2 separate regions of the Mus musculus genome follow, and region 2 is linked to region 1. A link is a contact called in public ChIA-PET data. All regions are on one chromosome and are shown on one strand. The core of a region is the stretch at or near the end of the contact, and the rest is flanking DNA. Distances in the headings are between cores, read along the strand shown. Region 1 has its middle 5.9 kb from the start of Gm35189. Region 2 overlaps Gm40446 (a long non-coding RNA gene).

Region 1 (5,147 bases), core at 1,666-4,165:
AAGACATGGATTTGTTGGAAAGAGGGAGTTTAGTGGGAGAAGGGGGAATGAGATAGGGCAATAGAAGGGGAAGTGACTAAAATTGATTATATACAAGGATGAGACTCTCAAGGGGTTATAAAAATGCAATGTTTAAAATAAAAGAGTATACAATAAAGCCGGTGGCAATATTAACAAATGCAACTTTAATAATGCACAAGTGTCAAAATTCAGAATAGCTGCATTACGCAGCCACTAATATTTTCTAATGACCCACACATGCGATTACAAAATAATCCAGAGGCAAAGATGGATTCAAAGTGAAAGAAAGGTTATGAGACCTTGATGTCAAAGATTTTTTTTTAAGTTTTTTAATACCTGATTTCAGATTCCACATAATCAGTGTCTGAAGGATAAACTTGCTCATGTTCTGTTTTCATGTGGTATCAAAAGAAAACTGGTAAATCAGGAAAGGCTATTTAACTATTTCCCCTTTCTCCTGTTCCTCTCTGTGTGAGTGTGAGTTGGTGTGCATCTCTGTGTGTGTGTTTGTGTTATACATGTGTGTGCATCTGTGTGTGTAAAGGCCAGATGAGGATGGGATGTCTTCCTCTATTGCTCCCCACCTCATTACCTTAACATGAGTCCTCTCGCTGAACACAGACTCTGCGTTGAGGCAGGCAGCACCCCAGCATCTGCCTCTCTCCACCCTGCAGTGCTGGGGTTACAGTGCACCTGGCCGTGCGTTACATTTCTGGGGACTCCGGGACTAGAACCCAGGTCTTCCTGCTTGCACAGCAAGCACTCTTACCCAATCAACTGTCTCCGTAGCCCCTATTTATCTCTTTCCAAATCTTAGATTTGAATGAGACTAGTTTTTTCTCCATATACTTGTACTGAAACAACATGTCCCAGTGTGTTGAATCCCAAAACGGACACAAGTATTCAGCTATTCTATTCTGCCAGATGCTAAAGAGATTTGCAAAACTATCAATGCCAGTATTCACATTAAAGTTTGTATATTATCATTTCTTGTCCATTTAAACAGTGTTATTACTGCTTGACATAGGGGTACACATACCCTGTAAATCCAGCACTTGGGAGGCAGAGGCAGGTGGATTCCTGAGTTCGAGGTCAGGCTGGTCTACAAAGTGAGTTCCAGGACAGCCAGGGCTACACAGAGAAACCCTGTCTCGAAAAAAATCAAAATAAACAAACAAACAAAGGTTTAAACAAAGTCTCACTTTTCTTTCTAATAATGTTGATACATGCCAATCAATTTTACCTCACAGACATTCTGAGGGCCTCTCAAGGAGTCTGCACTAGTGTGAAAGATTCCTGTAAGCAACAGGTTTAAGACATGAAGCTCAGAGTTCCTCTCTAACCCGCTTAGTTACCTACTTAGCAACCCAATGCCTTCTTTAACAAATATTTCTATTCTTCTGTCCAAAGGAACTTATTTAGGGCTGGAGAGATGGCTCAGTAGTTAAGGGCACTGACTGCTCTTGCAGAAGACACAGATACAACCCCTAGCATCCACACAATGACTGACTTACAATCATCTGTGACTCCAGTTGCAGGGGACCTGACACCTTCCTCTGACCTTTGCAGGCAGCAGACACACAAGCGTATGTAGGCAAAACATATAGGCATGTAGGCAAAACGAATATACAAAGTAAAAATCTTTTAAAATTCAGAACCTAATTTTTAAAAGTATAATGTTGTAAGTGCCCCTAAAACTGCTTTTTCTGTCATCTCCTGGAGCCTTGCCTATGATCCCGTGCCCATACAGCCTGGTGCTCAGCAGAATGTTCCCGTCAAACCTTTGAGACAGCGTTGTGTAATTCCTGCCTCCCTTACATTCTGCTAGGCCAATTCCCACCACCCGGCCTCTCCTGGCCTGTCTGCTCCGCTAAGAGCTTGGAGTTTGGCTTGCTTTTCTGTGCCTGAGCTCTGGCCTGGAATTTGCTCCATGGCAGAAATCTGGAACCACCTAGTATCTGATTACCTCATCTGTCCCTTTTCAACCGATTTCTGAACCTTCGATAACTTTGTTCCACCTTCTCTAGTTTTCTGGAAGCTTCCGTGGAGAGCTGGCCCCATGTCTGTGGGCTTTTGATAACTGGAATACTCTTTTAACCCCCTTGCTCTGTTTGAAACAAAAGGCCCTGGATTTTAGCCATCCCAGGCCCTGGGGAGTAAGCAGGGCTCACCTTTAGCCTGGCAACATGGGCCTTCTGAGGGTTCCAGAACTCTGACCTTAAACTCCAGCGCTAAACAACACGTTGCCCTCCCCACGCTTCCAAAGAATGAAAGGGAAGCATTATATTTTTAGCTTAAAAGTCCTGGCTTTCAAGGGTTGGTATAAATTAACATGGCGGAAGGGGGTACATCCTAAGCCAAAATGTTAACAAGGACAATGGGCCTCTGAGAAATCAACTTCTAGTCTTTTTTTTTTCCTGGACTTTCCAAATTTTAAATAAATGAACAAGGGCTATCTTTAGAAAACAGAACAATGTCCCATATTTGTGGTCCCCTCCCACTGGCTGACTTTTCTTTGTGCTTTAGTACAAATATAGGCCAGGGTGTGACTGATAGTTGATAGCTCGCCTGGGTGTGGATCCTCCCTTCCCTGTCTCCCAGAAGAAGGTTCTTTGAAGAGCTTCCGTGTTTGTCCAGCAAATGACTACAGCCTAAGAAAACTCAACTTTCTCAGAAAAAATTTCCAGACATTTCTGATTACAGCCAAGTCTCCAAGAGAAGCCTGAGGGAAGGAGTCCTGAGGAGAAAATGTTTTGTTTCTGACCAGGGGCTTGGGCCCCCTCACCCCCTCGGGCGCCCCACTCTGACCCCACCCGTCCCACCCACACCTTAGTAGCCTTTGCTCTCTATCAGCTCAAGCCCAACAGAGGGTAGCCCTTCTACTGTGATACCCAGCTGCTGTCACTCAACGCCTGCGTCCCCTTTAAAAATGAAAACAAGTTCCTCAGACTCCAGAGCAGGAACTCTGGAGACGTTAGCATATTCTGGCAAGGCGCCTGATGGATAATAGATAACAGGTTATCCAGGAAATAATTAGAAGCCTGCGCCCACACGGATCGGTTGCACACACTGACCCCTGTCATTCAGGATGTGGCCCTGACAGTAAGAACCCTTTCTTCTTTCGCTTTCAGGCGTCAGAAAAATGTCAGGCTTCTCTCCTGCCTTTATGCGGTGACAAGTTAACAAATGCTGAGTTTCCAAAAGGCACTTATAAGACCCTCCGAAGCATGAGTTCTCACGAGTCTGGGGAACCAGTAGGTTCCCTCCCATGAGCCCCTGGGCGGGGCGGGGTAGGGGAAATCACTTCCTCAGCCTCGTGCTGCTGTGTAAGGAGTCCTTGCTTCCTTCTCTCCACCCCTCCCTGTTTCTTTCCACCCCTTGCCTGAAGTTCTACCCCTGACCAGCTACTTTCAAAGTCCATGCCTGGCTGCTGAGCAGAGTCTAAGTAGCCACCCGGACTCTTCTCCAGCTGGGGACATTACCCCACACCCCACACCCCCAATATGCACCGATTTTGTTTGCTCTGAGATTCGGAAGTATTCACTTTTGTTTGTTAAGTACAGTCTCTGTATGCATCCACTGCTGTAGATATGTTGATGCGGTTATGACAGTCCATGGCTTCCACCATCTTTATCTTTTTCTTTGGTGAGATGTGTGATCTGAATGTAGATAGGAACTGTGACTAAGGGACTTCCCTGCCTTCCCTGCATTGAGCAGATGAAGATTGCTAGTAAGTCTATTCTTGGATCCTAAAGGCAGTGGGTTCCATTTTTCTCTTTCTACATCTTTGAGTGGGGTTGCATGTTTGTTTGTTTGTTTGTTTGTTTGTTTGTTTTTCTGTTCTAAAATCAAGAGTAATAATAAAGACCCCTTACTCTGACCATGACATTTCGACCAACACATTGTGTGTACCTCTGAACTCGCTCCAAAGTCTCCCTTTATTCTCCTCATTTCACAGACCAGAAAACTGAATCTTGGGGCAACTAAAAGTAAAGTAAAAACTGGAGTTATCAGATCCTAAGTTCTATCATCACACAAGCCTATTGTCCTGCACAAACAAACAGGCAAACCTGGGCCAGGCAAACTACACCATGCTACTTCATTCACGTCTTATACCCATATACGCTAACTCTTTCAAGGAAAGAGACCTGTGCCCTGGAAGTTATTAAGGAAAGCCCTCCCTTGAGAAGGGTGGTGGGAAGCTGTGGTGTATCCCCTATAGCATCCAAATCAACCATAGGTTTCATTTCATTTGAACCTCACATTAGAAATGAAGTTTAAGCTAAGAGCTGAGAAACGGTTTGCTCCAGGACCTTGGGTTTGTAGGTAGTTTGGATTCAGACTTCTAATTCTTAACTCTCTCCATACCTATGTTACCATCTCAGTCATCCCAAGATGCTTCAACAAACCACACAAAGAACTGTGCAGGCCTTCCCAGACCCTTGGCTTGTTTAGTAGTTAATAGTTTGTAAAGTTAATCATGTGGTCAAGAGTTTGCACTCCAGAACAAAATTTGCCAAGGTCAAATGTCAACTCTGGCACTAGCAACTTCTAAGATTCTGCCCCAGTGTCATTGTTTCCTCAACTAGAAGATAAAGGAGCATAGTTAGTCCCCTCAGACTGCTCTGAATAGGGTGTGGGAGAACGTGATGGGGTCATGATCCCTTCCAAGGAAGCTATCAGTAAACGGAAGTTGTTAACAATTTCTGCTGTCACCAGTAGCTGAATTGACAGAGGAGTGCCAGTTTCAGCCAGCGTAGTTTATGTTTTCCTGTTAGAGACAGACAGGCTCTCCAGAGTCACTGCCTCAGCTTCAATCCCCACCACCAGTACACACGAAGCAGACACTGGGGCAAAGGTTTGAGGACAAGGAGTTAGCTTGGTCAGTGATCCCACAAAGTGAGAAAGTGGGAAAAGTGAGCCAGGGATGAGAGTGTCACAGAAACATCACAGGAGTGTTACAGGACTATCAAAGGAGTGTCACAAGAACATCACAGGAGTGTCACAGGACCATCACAGGAGTGTCACAGGAACATCACAGGAGGCTACCGCTTGGGACTAAGCTCTGTATAGACTCAACAGACCAGAAGAAAAATTGAAATCAAACTGACATTCTCCATCACTAA
Region 2 (5,147 bases), core at 761-3,260, 78 kb before region 1:
TAAAGCTTTACACAGCTGAGAACACTCACATCTGCTCCACAGTGACCTCAGCTGACACCCCAACATCTACCCTGTGGTTCCCCAGCAAATAACAGTGCAGAAAACCACCACTGTTTCAATCTGAATGAATTCCGTGTCTGCTCTCTCCCATCTCAGAGCCGTCTGTCCTCTTTAGCCAGGGCACTCTGAGGGGATTGACAGGTCAGGTCTGTCCACAAAAAGGTTAACCATGGGGCTGTCACCCAGGTGACTGCTTAACCGTAGCCCAGACTCCTATTTACCGGCAATGTATTTCTTTGCGTTGACAATCTTGTCCGAGTGTTTTAACGCCTGGCTGGCCCTGTTGGCGTTTATTTGACCATGTTTTGAAAAGTGTCTTCAGTGTTTGTGGTGGTAATTGGCACAGCACCACAGGCTGGTGCTACAGCGGGGTGATGGACTAAGGCAATCTGAGCTTGGCAGCACATTTATTTTGCATGGCTTTTTGCTTCTCCTCTTGCTGCAAGCCTAAGGAAGGCACAGGGCCCAAAGCCTCGTAGGCTTGTGTGTGAGACACTTGGAAGCCGAGTTTCTTGGCTGGGATTAACCCAAGGGCTCAGTGTCAGCCTGTGACATTCCTTCAGGTTCAATATCCACCTGAGGGAAGCCCTGCCAGCAGGGTGGATGTCAGCAAAACCACTCTGATGTGACCCAGAAGGAGTGAGTTCTACAAAGAGGGTGCTACCCCCGGGACTCAGCCGCCATCACTGTTTTGATGAGGAACCAAAGGATGGAGAAGTGCTTTTGAAAAGGAAATGCTTCCACTATTGTCCAGCTGGACCATGGCTACACAAGGAGGCTGGAGGCAAGCTGACCAGAAGCAGAGTACCTGGGGACAGGATTGGCATGGAGAATATATTTGGGTCTATCTGGTTGGTCCCAGGGAAGCTGGCAATTATTGACCAAATGCTAATGTTTTGGAAGCTGAGTGCTGGCCAAGGATGTGGTCACTGTTCTGTGTTCCTTACAGTCGGTCTCCTGGGAGAAACAACAATGCTAGTCTTGCTCAATCTGATGTCATCTTGAAGTGGATGACTACCAGTAAATGTGTGCATGTGCGTGTGTGTGTGTGTGTGTGTGTGTGTGTGTGAGTGTGTGTTTGTGTGTGCACAAAAGTCCATGCCTGTAATCCCAGCATGGGGGGGGGGGGGTGGAGCCACAAGGTCATCTTTGGCTACATGGTAAGGCTAGCCTGGACTATATGAGACCATGATTTTGTTTTTTAAATAGAAACCCTCCCCCTCAAAAGTTTATCATAGTGAAAATTTTTTTAAAGATTTATTTATTTATTTGTTTGTTTATTACATGTAAGTACACTGTAGCTGTCTTCAGACATTCCAGAAGAGGGAGTCAGATCTCATTACAGGTGGTTGTGAGCCACCGTGTGGTTGCTGGGATTTGAACTAAGGACCTTCGGAAAAGCAGTCGGGTGCTCTTACCCACTGAGCCATCTCACCAGCCCCATAGTGAAATTTATAATTGTACAAAACACAAACAAAATAAAGGCTGGGAATGGCCAGAATGCCCAATTTTATAAAATTGAGAAAATTTAAGTACATCCACTTTGTGAAAAAAAAAAAATTAAAAGGAAAGGGTTCTAATGACATTGAACTGAGTCGGTTTAGGAGTCACTCTACTACACTGTTGCAGGTTGAGCCAAGGCCAGTTTTTAGGTAAAATGTCCTCAGAACATTCTCTGGAGCCAAGTAAAATCAGCCTGGCTGTGAGCTTCCACAGGATTAGCCAAGCCCTGAAATATTGACTCATCAACCCCCAGGTTATCCCTGCCCTGAATCCTCTTGCAACTGTAACTGCCACTTCAATAAACATGTGTGAATCACCCCCACCCCACCGGACGCAGTCACCCACCCCAACTGCCCCAAGACAAAGGCAGGCTATCCAGACAGACCAGGAGTCAAAAATGCTGTCTGTCCCAGGAGACCATGTTTGAAAACAGAACCCGACCACATCCTCCTGCCACGTCAATCCAGTTGCAGAGTTCAGCCCTGATTTGACAAAAGCTCACTCACCGGAGTGAGTGTGCAAAGCATGAAACAAACTACGTCTAGCCAAGCAGACTTAAAAATGGATATTCGCTCTCTCCTCTCTTTGTGTCTCGCGCTTCCCCATTCTCTCATCACACACACAGATTCTGCACCTTTCTTTTATCCTCTGCCTCCACCTCTGGGGTAGGGGGATGGGGGGGGGGGTGTCGTGGTGGATATCTCATGTTACTTCAATTAGATAAGGCACCCTGTTAGCCTATAAGGTGCGACCCTCTTAAAGCATTAGGATTATGCACTACACACACTACAGGAGGAGGGCTGTGGGTCCATGTAGAGCACTTGCCTGGCATGTATAAGCCAGTAGCTCTATCCTCAGTCCTTAACAGCTAATTCCACATAGGTTTTATAATGTCCCCAAGTCTGGGGGGCGGGGTGCATGCATTTGCAGGCAGATCTCTGAGTTCAAGCCCAGCCTGGTCTACAGATTGAGTTCCAGGACACAGGCTACACAGAGAAACCCTGTTTTGAAAAAAAAAAAAAATACAACAAACAAAAAGAGTTCTAAGATATGATTGCTTTTCCTCCTTGTCCAATGGTAAGGGGAGGAAGAGGGGCAGATTGTGGTGTTTTTTCCCAGTACCACAGAATCATTAGAGGCAGACTACAAAAAGTTTATAGCATGGTCTCACCAAGAGCCTCTACCAGACTGTCTGATTTTCAAGCTTTATCAGAATTTGCATGTTAGACATAAACTCTGCAAATAGCTCCTTGCTTAATGGTTTCTGAAGAACTTTTCTCCCACCTGGTCTGTGAAGCCAGTGCTTCCCACCTTTACCTCATTCTCCGAATCAGCAATGTTTTCCTAATTTATCAGAGAAGACCTTGGTGTTGTAATCTCCATGCCTTCTGTTGATCAGGCCTGGAAAACCCAAGAATGCAAACGCCTCTCGGTTTTGCTCTCTCAAATTTTCCCTCTTAAATGTGACAAGGCTCTGGACTTGATGCAAGACATCTTTAGGTGGGGCTTAGACCTACCTGGAGTTGTATAGAGAGAGGGTCATCAGGGAGTCCTTGTTCGTAGGACAATTTGTAGGAGGGGCTACGGAGCCAAAGGAAACTGAAGGAAAGTGAAGGGAAACTGGCAGGTGCCAGCTGCTGCAGATAAGAAATGCCCTTGACTTTTGAGGGAAGGGACGGTTTTCATAAACACCTGGTATGAACCTCTCTGCTCTCCGTCTCGTCGTAACCTATGGATCCAAGTATATCCCAGTTATCTGGGGGCAGGCAGGGGCTGGAGCACCGTAGTGCAGAGGCAGTCGTAGACACTTCCAGGAGACCAGTACAAGAGACGCCCTGTGGATAGTGATGTTGCTCTGTTTGTAGAGCCATGTGGGGTATGGTGCTCTAGGGTGCTTCCTGCTTCAGCAACTGAAGTCTCTTCATAAGAAGCTCAATCAAGTGACCTAACAGAGAGACACTGGGTGACTTTAATGAGCCATAGTGGGTGCCTCTGACCAATACCTAATGTTTCCAGGCACTGGCTGCAGCAGTGGCCCAGATGCTATCGGCTCAGCATTGATATCACTGGGTTTGAATAGGAAAAAGGTGCCATATATGCCACCAATCAGCTGGAGACATTAGCACCCTACAGGGTATGTGCTGCAAAGTGATGTTTGAAACCTCAGCATCAGACAAGGGGCTAGGGAAGGAGGGAGGGGAAGAAGGAGGGGGAGAGTGGGGGGAAAGAGAGAGAGAAGGGGAGGTTGATGGGGAGTCCAAGAGAAGTCTTATAGCCAAGAAGCCTTTGGTGACTTGCAAAGGTGTCTAAGGGGAACTTGGAAAGGACTGTTTGCAGGCAGGCTAACGCCATCGATAGCTCCCTTGTACTGGGTGGTTCTTACGGTTTGAATATAAAATGTCCCCACAAATTAAGGTCCTCAGGTAGCAGTGGTGCTATTTGGGAAGAGGCTGGAAATTTTAGGGGGAGTGACTTATTCGGAGGCAGGAAGTGGATCACTGGAGGCCTGCCCTTGGGGATAGACCCTACTAAATCTTTCTCCTCCTCCTCCCCCTCCCCCTCCTCCTTCCTTCCCCCTCCCCCTCCCCCTCTCACTCTTTTCTCCCTCTTCCACTTCCTCCTGTGAACTTTTTTGCCCCACCACACCTCATCCCCTATCACGAGGGACCAAAACACATGAGACCAAAATAATCATATTCTTTCTTTATGTTCCTTTGCTTAAGCATCTTGTTAAGCCAATAGAACAAAAAAAAAAAAAAAAAAAAAAAGAACATCCTAACAGTATCAGTAGTTTACATCAGTCATATGTATCTCACAATAATCCAAGGGACAGGTAATAAGTGGCTCATTTTACCAATAAGGAAGAAAGAGGTCAGAGAGAAAAAGTAACTTATAAGTGGTCACCCAGCCTGAGAGGTTCTAAGCTGGGTCTCTTTTTTATGTCGGTACTCTACCACTGTACTATAAGGCTTTATTTAGTCAACAATTTACTCAACATGAGTAATGGCGCATCTACCAGATTTCAAGATATTCTACTAGATTCTGGGTATTCATTGTGCAGCAAAGAATAAAATAAACAAAATCCATGTTCGTGTTAGGTTTGGAGAGTGGATGTTTCTGAAGGTGTAGCTCTTACATTGCTTCTGCTCTAGTCTGACCTTGGCTGCCCAGGTTACATAAGGAAACTTGAGTAATTCTGAGGCTTGAGATAACTTGGATTCCTACAGCATCCACCACTCAGCTCCTCTCCGGGCCAGCCACTTGTCAGTACATAATCTGCCCCATGGCATTGATTTAGGAGAAAGACACAATCCATTTGACTTTTTCCTAAAGAATGAGAAGAACGTATGCTGAGAGTGGTTAAGGACAGGGGAGCCAGAATGTCTCACCTAAGGACAGAGATAGATAACACAGTGCTTGTCACGGATGCCGATGCCCATGCCAGATGTATCACATTTAGAAATGGCACCTAGCCAGACAGCATTGTAGTCACAATCAAGCTCTCAGTCGCATCCTGTGAACAGATGCGATGCCAAGATAGACAGATCAAGAGTATTGGAAATATGTTTATACAACCAATGTCT

The links. ChIA-PET counts read pairs in DNA pulled down with a chosen protein or histone mark.
Region 2: a contact with region 1 is called in an RNA polymerase II ChIA-PET map of effector CD8 T cells, with 3 times the contacts expected there. The contact joins two enhancer-like sites. A contact is called at or near these places in 2 of 15 datasets of contacts at CTCF or cohesin (the G1E-ER4 cell line and pro-B cells), 39 of 484 Hi-C or Micro-C datasets (3T3-L1-derived adipocytes, the 63-12 cell line, B cells and 29 more), 18 of 115 datasets of contacts at active chromatin or transcription factors (the 230-238 cell line, CD8 T cells, DN3 thymocytes and 14 more) and 1 of 9 other capture datasets (embryonic stem cells).

What each region holds. Positions count from the first base shown.
Region 1 is chr12:77,058,374-77,063,520 of GRCm38.p6, reverse strand. No RefSeq gene overlaps it. Among named protein-coding and RNA genes, the nearest start is that of Gm35189, 5.9 kb to the right of the region's middle. Within about 2 kb of position 2,915, at least 189 of the 459 cell types and tissues checked have an H3K27ac peak or open chromatin away from gene starts, as enhancers often do. A contact at or near this core is called in the 230-238 cell line, the 63-12 cell line, CD8 T cells and 15 more, where this site is marked.
Region 2 is chr12:77,135,779-77,140,925 of GRCm38.p6, reverse strand. The region is part of intron 1 of Gm40446 (a long non-coding RNA gene); the gene reads left to right. Among named protein-coding and RNA genes, the nearest start is that of Gm40446, 53 kb to the left of the region's middle. Within about 2 kb of position 2,010, at least 87 of the 459 cell types and tissues checked have an H3K27ac peak or open chromatin away from gene starts, as enhancers often do. A contact at or near this core is called in the 230-238 cell line, the 63-12 cell line, CD8 T cells and 15 more, where this site is marked.